Linked DNA regions of Mus musculus: region 1 is linked to region 2. A link is a contact called in public HiChIP or PLAC-seq data. All regions are on one chromosome and are shown on one strand. The core of a region is the stretch at or near the end of the contact, and the rest is flanking DNA. Distances in the headings are between cores, read along the strand shown.

Region 1 (4,342 bases), core at 1,199-3,698, 1.1 Mb before region 2:
CCCGGGGCGCCTAGCCTCAGGCCCCCTACCCCTCTCTGCCAACCCTAAACTACCTCAGACCTGGAGGGGCCTATTAGATATTTTGTTTTTCCAAGGGAGGGGAGTGTCTTTGCATCCAGTCTAGCTCCTCTGGTGATTGAATTAAGACGAATAATCCTCTCCATCCCCACTACTACATCTATTAGAGAGGCGCCCCTACTAGGGAAGCCATCCTTTTCAGAAGTATATTCTTTTTCAGTCTTTAAAAATACGTTCTAAGCCGTATAGACTAACATGTTCAGTTCTTGGCGTCAGCAGCTTTCTTTCTTGTCTCCAGAAGGATTTCTTTTGCGCATTAAAAAAATTATTATTATTATCATCTACATCTCGGTGCCCGGGACCAAAGAGATATGCTTACTCGAGACTTTTCTCGAAGCTGTGAACTAGGGACTGGCTGACTGATGCCTTATACAACTCATGAGTGATACAGCAATAGTATTTTTCCCTTTTAAACTCTCATTCTAGATCTTAATCCCGGGCCTTTTAGCAAAAATGTGTGTGCGGTCTTCTCTGCTTGTTTATGGAATGGTTTCCGGTGAATGTTAGACAGCAACTAAATAATTAAAAGGTTTTGAGAGCGCCGTGAGCTGGAAGAGATGCTGGCAGCTTGATTGGCCCAGGAGAGATGGGTTGGTCAAAGAGTGAAAGTAAAAAAATCGATATTCTAAGACTGGGCCGCCCTCATAAACGTGGGACCAAGGGGTGCAGGGTGAACTCAGAAGGGAGGGAAGACTCGTTTTTAAAAAAAAGGTATCTTCGTAATTTGTATTTAGAAATTCAGCCTTGATTTCAGTCAAAGATCAGATGTAAAAGGGGGGGGGGTGTCAGGAGAAGCTCCAAACCCAAGCCCGCAGGGCACATTTCTAAATAAATTTTGTCTTCTTCAAGGGTTGTATTGTAAAAAGAACGCACCTTCCCTCTCCCCGCACTCCACTGGCTTCAAGGTAGATATTGATGGCTTTTCTCCACAGTAGAATAGAAGAAGTTACTTGGAACTTTTAAGAAAGGGCTTGTCGGGAATCCAAGTTTTGAATAAGTGGGAAATATTATGGGGTAAAGAAATGAAGAGGGGATGACGCCTTCAGTTCCAGTAACCCTCTAAAGCCAAGCTCTCTGCCCTGGAGGGTGGAATGGGAACACCTCTTACACTGCCCTGGGGTGCACCCGAAGTCTCTTTCGGACCTTGCTCATCCGGGCAGTGTTTTCTGGACCCAGGCTGCAGAAACCTCAACGCCACTAGGGGATGCAGTGACTCAAAGGACGGAACAGGGCCGCAGAGGTTGGAGCCCGTGGGGCGGGGCGACTGCGGCCCGGTCGTGGTATCTCCCGATGATTGGTCCTTACAAATGGCCCCGCCCTCGTCCGCCCAGCCTCTCTACTGGGCGTCTTCCAGCCTCTCTCCTGTGTCAGCTTGCGGCCCTCCCACCAGACCCTGTCCCAGAGACCCAAAATGTCCAGGGAAGTTGCGGCTGGGTCCACCCCGGAGGTCAGGGTTGGATATTATAGAGGGGACCGTTTTCCTCGGGTGAAAGCAGAATAAAGTAGCACCCCGAGCTAGGCGAAGAGAAAAGTTAGGCTATCGCAGCAAAGATCAAGTTAGTTGTACACGGTACTTCGGGGACCAGTGAGCCTAGGTCTCGCTAAGCCAGCTTTTTATGCATCGCGTTGTCACTAAGGTCAAAAGCACACATTGATGATATCATTAGATCCGAAAAAGACAGCTGCAACAGCTGACGCTGTTCGTTCTGGAGAGGTTTGGGAAAGCAAGCAGAGACCATAACAATAACGCGGGCGTCCGAATCAAAGCCCAGGTCCTCCGCGCGATTCAGCAGCCTCCCGGAAAGCTGGTTCGGAGGCAAATCTTCAGTTACTTCGCCATGAAACTTTTCTAATCTGTTTTACATGCACATAGCCCCTAAGCTGATATAAACTGAAAAACGTTCTGGCTTGAATCCTAATTTAAAAGTTTGCTCATTTTTAAAAAAGTATCGAAAAGTCTGCTTATGGAAATTAGCTTTATGAATGGGGCAGCCGGGTTTCACTCGTACGGAATAATCTACTGAGCCCGAATGAATCGGCTTTGCTACATTTAAAGGGCCAGAGAGCGAATTCCCTCCTGCCTGTCCCCTCTGCCCCAAGCCCGGGCGGGCCTCGCCCACCCTGCCCGCGGCCCCTCTGCCCTAGGCGGCCCTTGGCGGCGCCCCTTTCCGGTCAGTAGAGGGGCGGGAGGAGGGGCGGCGGTGTGCCGGGGTGGGTGGGGGGGATGGGATGGGGGTGGAGGTGAAGTCCTGGAGCGGGTTTGGGTTGCAGTTTCCTTGTGCTGAGGATCGTGTCCCCTCCTGCCAGCGCCAGGCTCCTCCCCCTCGGCGCGGATGACACTAGAACCTCCTTAAGTTGCGTCGCGCCACAGCTGTCTGCGAACACTGAGCTGCCTGGCGCCGTCTTGATAGTTTCAGAAAGAATGCATTCCCTGTAAAAAAAAAATACTGAGAGAGGGAGAGGAGAAAGAGAGAGAGACTGAGAGAGCGAGACATAGAGAGCTACGCAATCTGACCGGGCAGGTCACACGCCTCCTCCTCCTCCTCTACGCTCCTTGCTACTCAGGTTGGTATTGTGACTTGTGACTTTTTTTTTTTTTTTAAGTTTGATATCACTCCCTCCTCTTGGAGGGACTGTTTGTGTGTGTGTGTTTGGGGGTTTGTTTGTTTGGTTTTTTGTAAACTAAAAGCTCAGCTTTCTCCTTTTGGAGGATTTGTAGTGGTTGGAAAGATCCTGGGGCCGGTGTCCTCCAGGGAGGACTTGTCCCCAAGTTTTAATTGCTTAGTCAGTCCTGGGCTCCTGCGAGCCTGGCTGTCGGAGGTGTGCTGCGGAGCTTGGCTTCTTTCCCTCCGGGTCTTCGCGTGCGTGTGCACGTCCCGGGTGAGTCGGCCCTGCAGGAAGCTTGCGAAGACCTAGTGCCCTCCAGAATTTCAGGTGTTAAAAGTTCTTACACCTCATTCAGGTCTCTCTTTCTCTCCCTTGCAGGTGATCGGAAGAGCAACCGTCTCTGAGCGCCAAGGAATCAGTGTGCAGTGTGGTCACACTCGGATTCCTCTCTCCCTCCTTTTTTTTTTTTTTTTTTTGACCCCTTTATTCCTCCGTGTCTGCTTTTTTTTTGGGGGGGGGGATCGCCCTCATTCTTTTCTTTTTCTTCTTTCCCTTCCTTTCTTTTGCTAAACTATCCCGCAAAGATTTTTCTTTCCTCCCTAAACCCTCCTTTTTGCTCTCCTTTTCTATACCCTTAACTGCAAACAAACCATTAAACGACCCCTCTCCTGGGCCTCCGACGGCAGGAGTCCGCGGACCTCCCAGGCCGACAGCCCTCCCTCTACCCGCGAGGGTTCCGGGCCGGGCGAGAGGGCGCGAGCACAGCCGAGGACATGGAGGTGACTGCGGACCAGCCGCGCTGGGTGAGCCACCATCACCCCGCGGTCCTCAACGGTCAGCACCCAGACACGCACCACCCGGGCCTCGGCCATTCGTACATGGAAGCTCAGTATCCGCTGACGGAAGAGGTGGACGTACTTTTTAACATCGATGGTCAAGGCAACCACGTCCCGTCCTACTACGGAAACTCCGTCAGGGCTACGGTGCAGAGGTATCCTCCGACCCACCACGGTGAGTCCACCTTGGCGCTGGAACCTTTTGGATCCGCGTTTGTTTTCCTGGGTCCACGAGACCGCCAGAGACCCTGGCTGGGCAGAGCAAGCCAAAGCTCCTAAGTGTGTTACTAGTTCATTTAAAAAAAGTATCGGGGGCCCGGAAATGGGCGAGGAAGCAGTGTCGCTGGTTGGGAGAGTTCTTCTTTTTTTCTTTTTTAAATAAAAGAGCGCACGTAGCAGGCACCTCTCTTTGCCGGTGTCCTTGGGGCCAGGCACACTCACCTGGCAAGCGCCGAAATGCAGTCCTGGTCCACACGAGGTTGTAGATTTTGCAGCCAGGGAGAAATCTCAAGCGCTGCCTGCAGGCGCCGAGCCTTTCAGGCCGGGCAGCAGTGCGGGCCAGGCCGGCCTGGAACTGGGCTCCCCCGAAGGACTTCCAGCTTCTTGTTAGCCGGTGAAGGGGTCTTTCGCCAGAGCCTTGCGTTTTGTTTCTCCATTTATATTTTCAGAAAAGGCCCAAATACGTGCATTTCTTTCTATTTCCTTTTGCTCTCCACCCTCAAAAGCTAGTGCATTTGAGTTTTAGGCGTCCTACCTACCGGTGGTGTGAGGAAGAGACTCTGGTGGTTGCCACGGTCCAGGGAGAGGAAAGCCTTAAGCTG
Region 2 (4,837 bases), core at 1,787-4,286:
AGAGTACCTGATAATGAGATGCTAACAGATGAACATTTTTGGATACTCTTGAAGGGGGTTGATGGTCTTAGTAATATTGCTGTTCTCATGGTTGACACGTGGCTCTTCCAGTTAGCAGTCTCTTACATCTATAATACAGCTTGCTTTCACAGAAGAGATATGCATTTATGGTATCAGGCAGGGAGGCAAAAATAGTAGTATTTTGCATGCATCTTTTAACTAAAAATTAACTTGTGAAAAGGAGGAGATGAAAAATTCTACATTTAGCTAGAATTTATTATTTTATTTTTACATTTAATTCTTTCATGTAAATAGAAAGGTCATCCTGTCCATATTCCTTCCCCCACAGAAATGACCATCTGTAAGTAAACATAGACAGGTTTTGTTTTTTGGTTTTTTTTGTTGTTGTTTTGTTTTGTTTTTTTGAGTTTATAAACTGGGCTTTCCTTCTCTTTAGACATCCATTAATGTCCCTTTCTATACTTCATCACAAATTAAGCAACCCCCTTGCTTGTTTGCTGATGTGCATATTGAATTAGGAAACAACCTTTTACTAGATGCTAACACATCCCAGCCTTCTCATCCTAATGCAACCCAGTCAGCACTGGGATAATGAACAACACTCACAGATCCTACATAGACTACGTTCTTTACTTATTCTTCTGTTTGCAAATATCCTTAAGTCCAGTTATTTCTTACTGGTTCATTCATTTGCATGCATATCCATCCAGTAATCATTTGCTACTTTATCTGGCCATTAAGAGGACCCAAGTCTTCAAGAATGAAGTGAGGAGTCACGAAAGAAGAGAAAGACAAAAAGTAGGAGTAGCAGGGTGATGAGAAGAGATGGAGAGGGAGGAAAGGATGTAGAAAAGAAAGTGGAAAAAGGGAGGGAGAGACAAAGAGAGGGGGAGGGGGATGGGAGGAGAGAGGGATGGGGGCAGGGGGAGAGAAGGAGGTAGAGAGGGAAAGAAGGAGCGGGAAGGGAGAGAAGAGACAGACGGAAAGGATATAGAGGAGAAAGTGGAAAGAAGGAAGAGAGGGATAGAGGGAGGAAAGGAAGTAAGGAAGAGGGAAGAAAGAGAGGAGAGAGAGGGAGGGGGAGAGAAGGAGGGAGGGAGAGGAGAAGGCAGGGAGGGAGGGAGGAGGGGAGGAAGAAAAGGGGAGGCAGAAGGCTGGGTCTCTGGAAAGCAGAGCATACTGTGGGAAAGACATGGAAGACCAAGTCAACACTATTATGTAAGTGGTATCCATCAGCACTATGAGAATGCAAGAGGAGAAGATTTTCCTATGAGCTGCACCTAAGAAGAAAAACATCACTCAGAGGAGATGGACTTATATTGAATTGCAACATAATTGAATGGCAGAATAAAACAAAAATATAGAAACCCGAAGGAATTATGTGAGTAAGAACATAAACTGGCCACAACAGGTGTAGCAGAATCACTACTTTAGGAGGTAAAGAAGGTGATGCAGACATCTTGGTTATAATCCCTGCAATGTGGTGAGTTACATTTCTTTTACAGAGGTCAATGCTCTCTCTCTCTCTCTCTCTCTCTCTCTCTCTCTCTCTCTCTCTCTCTCCCTCTCCCTCTCCCTCTCCCTCTCCCTCTCTCTCTCTCAACTTAGTATCAAGTGCATGTCATTTTTTCCTAAAAATTTCTGAAGCACAAAAGTTTTTGCTTTTATTTACCTATATTATTTACCCTGAGCCTGACTTACACTGTGAAAAACAGCTTTGTTGCTTCTCGAGTCTGAATATATCCCTTCAACTTTACATTCATCACTACTTGCGAAAGACAAGTTCTGATGACAATAATTCCTATTTTGAGGGTTTTCTTCTTAAATCAAACCTCTTGGAGTACATAAATGCATGTGCTCATCAAGAAGATCTAAGATGTACTCCGTACTGAAGCACAGTGCCTACTATTTATAAAGCACAGAAGTTATGAACTATGTGATTTCATGTTTGCTTGGACAAACATCTGAAAAGCTTAGAGACACAGGAAGTTAACTAGTTAAATAGTTAAAGATGTTCAAGATATTCAGTTATGGATTTTGGAGAGTATAGAACATAAAATAAGGAAGAAAACAAAGAAAGACTGGACTGTATTCCAGAAACACATATGAAGTATGCTAGGTATTAGAGAGAGAAAGACTTCTTGAGAAAACTAGCCAACTTCTTAAACCTCCGTTTCCTACAGGAGAATTGAGCAGCAGCAGCCTCCCCTTCTTTGAAGGACTCCGTGAAACTGTAATAATGAAACAATTATGAACACAGTGTACCTTTATGCTCTACAGTGCTGTTTAAACCTGAACTCAACATCCTGTGCTAACAATAATTTCCATTTAGAGGTTTTTTTAAATAAAATTTCTTCGACCACATTAAATACATATAATTACCAAGAATCCTAAGATGCACAGTAGTGCTTAAATTCAGTGCTTGCTATTTATAAAGGACAGACAGTATTTATTTTAGAGAGAAGGAAAAAAAAAAACTTGTTACTCAATCCAGAGTGAAGATTCAGTATGACTGCACGTGGCTCTTCCTTAGCAGGTCAGTTTGATGTCCTCATGGTGCCAAGCTGAGCACATGATTCCAAGAATCCTGATGGCTGTACTCTATTCTAAAACCTTAGAGGAGTACTTTATTGAATGAGCCTCAATTTCTGTGACTTTCCATCAGCTAGTCGAGTGACTGAAGGAAGAGAGTCTACATTCTAGTTCTTCAGGAACCTTCACTAGCCATGTCCCACTTTGCTGTTCTCTCACCTACCCTGAAGTCCAGGGGTTGAAGATACCATTAGTGCCTAACCACTCTGCCACCCCTTTTCTAATTTACTCCCCATCTTCTAGTGATCAATAGAACAAAATGTGCTCAATCCTCACCAGAAAGGAAATCTTTGCTTCTTTTCCCCTGAAACATAAAATATATCACCATATAACCAAGAAGACATGGCCATTATAAAGCAGAGAGAAGGGCATATGACTGAGTGAGAGTTGGAAAAGGCTCCTTGTCTCTTCTCCAGCTTCATCCTGAGCTCTGTACCATTTGTACCCTCTCTGTATTGACACTGCCCTGACTCCTTTATCTGTCTCTTCATCTTTTGAGTTCCATTCACAAGAAGTTACTTTATCTGGTGAACTTAAAAAATTTCAAACCTCTAAACTTGTTACAAAATCAAATTAAAGTAAAGATAATTTTGTTCTGGAAACAGAGTGTCATCTGTAATTGCGACCCAGATAGGGGGAAAGACACCCTAATTTTAAGCCCTTTGTTATGACTCCGTATCTTCCCTGTGAAATCTGACTGCCAGTCTTGCATTCCGAGGAACCAAATAAAAATAAATGTATCCTGCAGTTAGACAGGATATGACACAGACTCAATAAGGCGTTGAAGTGTGAAAAAAAAAATCACTGTAAAGGGAAAGAGGATGAAAGTAATATTGGCTAACATTCTCTTGTTATTAGTGTTCTTTTTAATATGAAGGATTTTATGCCATGACCATGACTCATGGCCAGTAAAATTTAAAAGTATCCTGAATTAGAAACTCGCATAGTATCCTTTGACTGTTCTCTTTTCATTGAGTTATATATGTCTCTCTCCCATGTATTATTTGTCTAAGCATTCAGCTTGATGTTGATTGCCTTTTTTTAAAGGAGACAAATTAAATAAAATAACATTGTTTTAACTGTGCCTAGCTATGAAAGAATAGGCAGAGGTGTCTCTCAATAAATTCCATATTTTTATGTAGAATTCAATACTGTAATGATACTTTATTTTATATTTATGAACGTTTAAAAACAAAGACAATAATTTTTGTCACTGTGTCAATTTTCAGTACTGAAAAATATTTTAGTTTGTAATTTTACTGTGAGAGCAATTGTTTCACTATACAGTTTGGTATTTGCATATAGTAGATTTATTATTCATAAATGCATCACTTGAAAATTTCATGATTTTTGTTTTGCAAAAAAATTAAGACAAGTTTATACAGCTAAGTTATAGAGCATTTAAAAGATATTATCAAATGGTTTTATTTTATTAAAATGGTTGTTATAGTTATTCACTTGCAAATTTTTAGGGTAATTCTATAACCTTTCCATTAATGGAGCTCCACAATCATATTTGTTGTTTCAGAATTGGCTATTTTTACAGACATCCAGCTTCTAAAAGCTTATATATTCATTTTAGCAATACCTTGACAGCCTTAAGACAAACACCAGGACACAGATTTACAAATCTCTTCCTGCTCTTTGTTAAGGATATGTTTGAAGATATATTAAAATAATGTAGAAACTAGTAATATTTACATCATCAGTGAATTCAGTACTATGTTTACAACTTTTCCAAATCTAATAAGTGTTTTCACAGCTAACAAGATAACAGACAATTTGCAAGACGATTCAAGCTCCACTATTAGTGTGTACATTGTTTAAATGTTTGGTATCTGTGTGTGAAAAATGCATAGTCTAAGACATAGGAATGTGAGTGTGAAGGGCAGGTGAGCTTGAGTCAGAAGACTAAACATAAGTACTGACCACAGAATACAGGTGAGAGTCATGTGAACTTATTTACTATTTGAAAAGACCTCAAAAACACTGCCCCAGTTGGAAACCTTCCCCAACCAGGGTTTTTTCTGCTGGAATAAAATATGTTATTTTAACAGTATTGAAGTTTAGAGAAAAAATAGCTTTGAATCATAAACTCTAAGATCAAACTCATTTACTGATTATGAAACAAATGCTAAGTTGTAGTCTTAAATGGGAAAACACCTTGAGACGTTGGCTTATACCTGAATTAATTCAGCTAAGGAAGTCAAAACAGTGTGTCACA

The links. HiChIP or PLAC-seq counts read pairs in DNA pulled down with a chosen protein or histone mark.
Region 1: a contact with region 2 is called in an H3K27ac HiChIP or PLAC-seq map of a colorectal cancer cell line, with 12 times the contacts expected there. The contact joins the promoter of Gata3 here to the enhancer-like site in region 2. A contact is called at or near these places in 15 of 39 promoter capture datasets (the 3T3-L1 cell line, 3T3-L1-derived adipocytes, the C10 cell line and 10 more), 9 of 484 Hi-C or Micro-C datasets (3T3-L1-derived adipocytes, the HPC-7 cell line, the N1E-115 cell line and 4 more), 12 of 115 datasets of contacts at active chromatin or transcription factors (the SCID.adh cell line, T-cell acute lymphoblastic leukemia, acute myeloid leukemia and 7 more) and 1 of 9 other capture datasets (adipose tissue).

The regions. Positions count from the first base shown.
Region 1 is chr2:9,876,706-9,881,047 of GRCm38.p6, reverse strand. Gata3 (GATA binding protein 3) reads left to right here and starts at 2,448. Exons shown (of 6, transcript NM_008091.3): 1 at 2,448-2,643; 2 at 3,064-3,696. The coding sequence starts at 3,459.
Region 2 is chr2:8,732,895-8,737,731 of GRCm38.p6, reverse strand. No RefSeq gene overlaps it. Among named protein-coding and RNA genes, the nearest start is that of Gm30957, 210 kb to the left of the region's middle. Within about 2 kb of position 3,036, at least 12 of the 459 cell types and tissues checked have an H3K27ac peak or open chromatin away from gene starts, as enhancers often do. A contact at or near this core is called in the N1E-115 cell line, a colorectal cancer cell line, pancreatic cancer cells and 1 more, where this site is marked.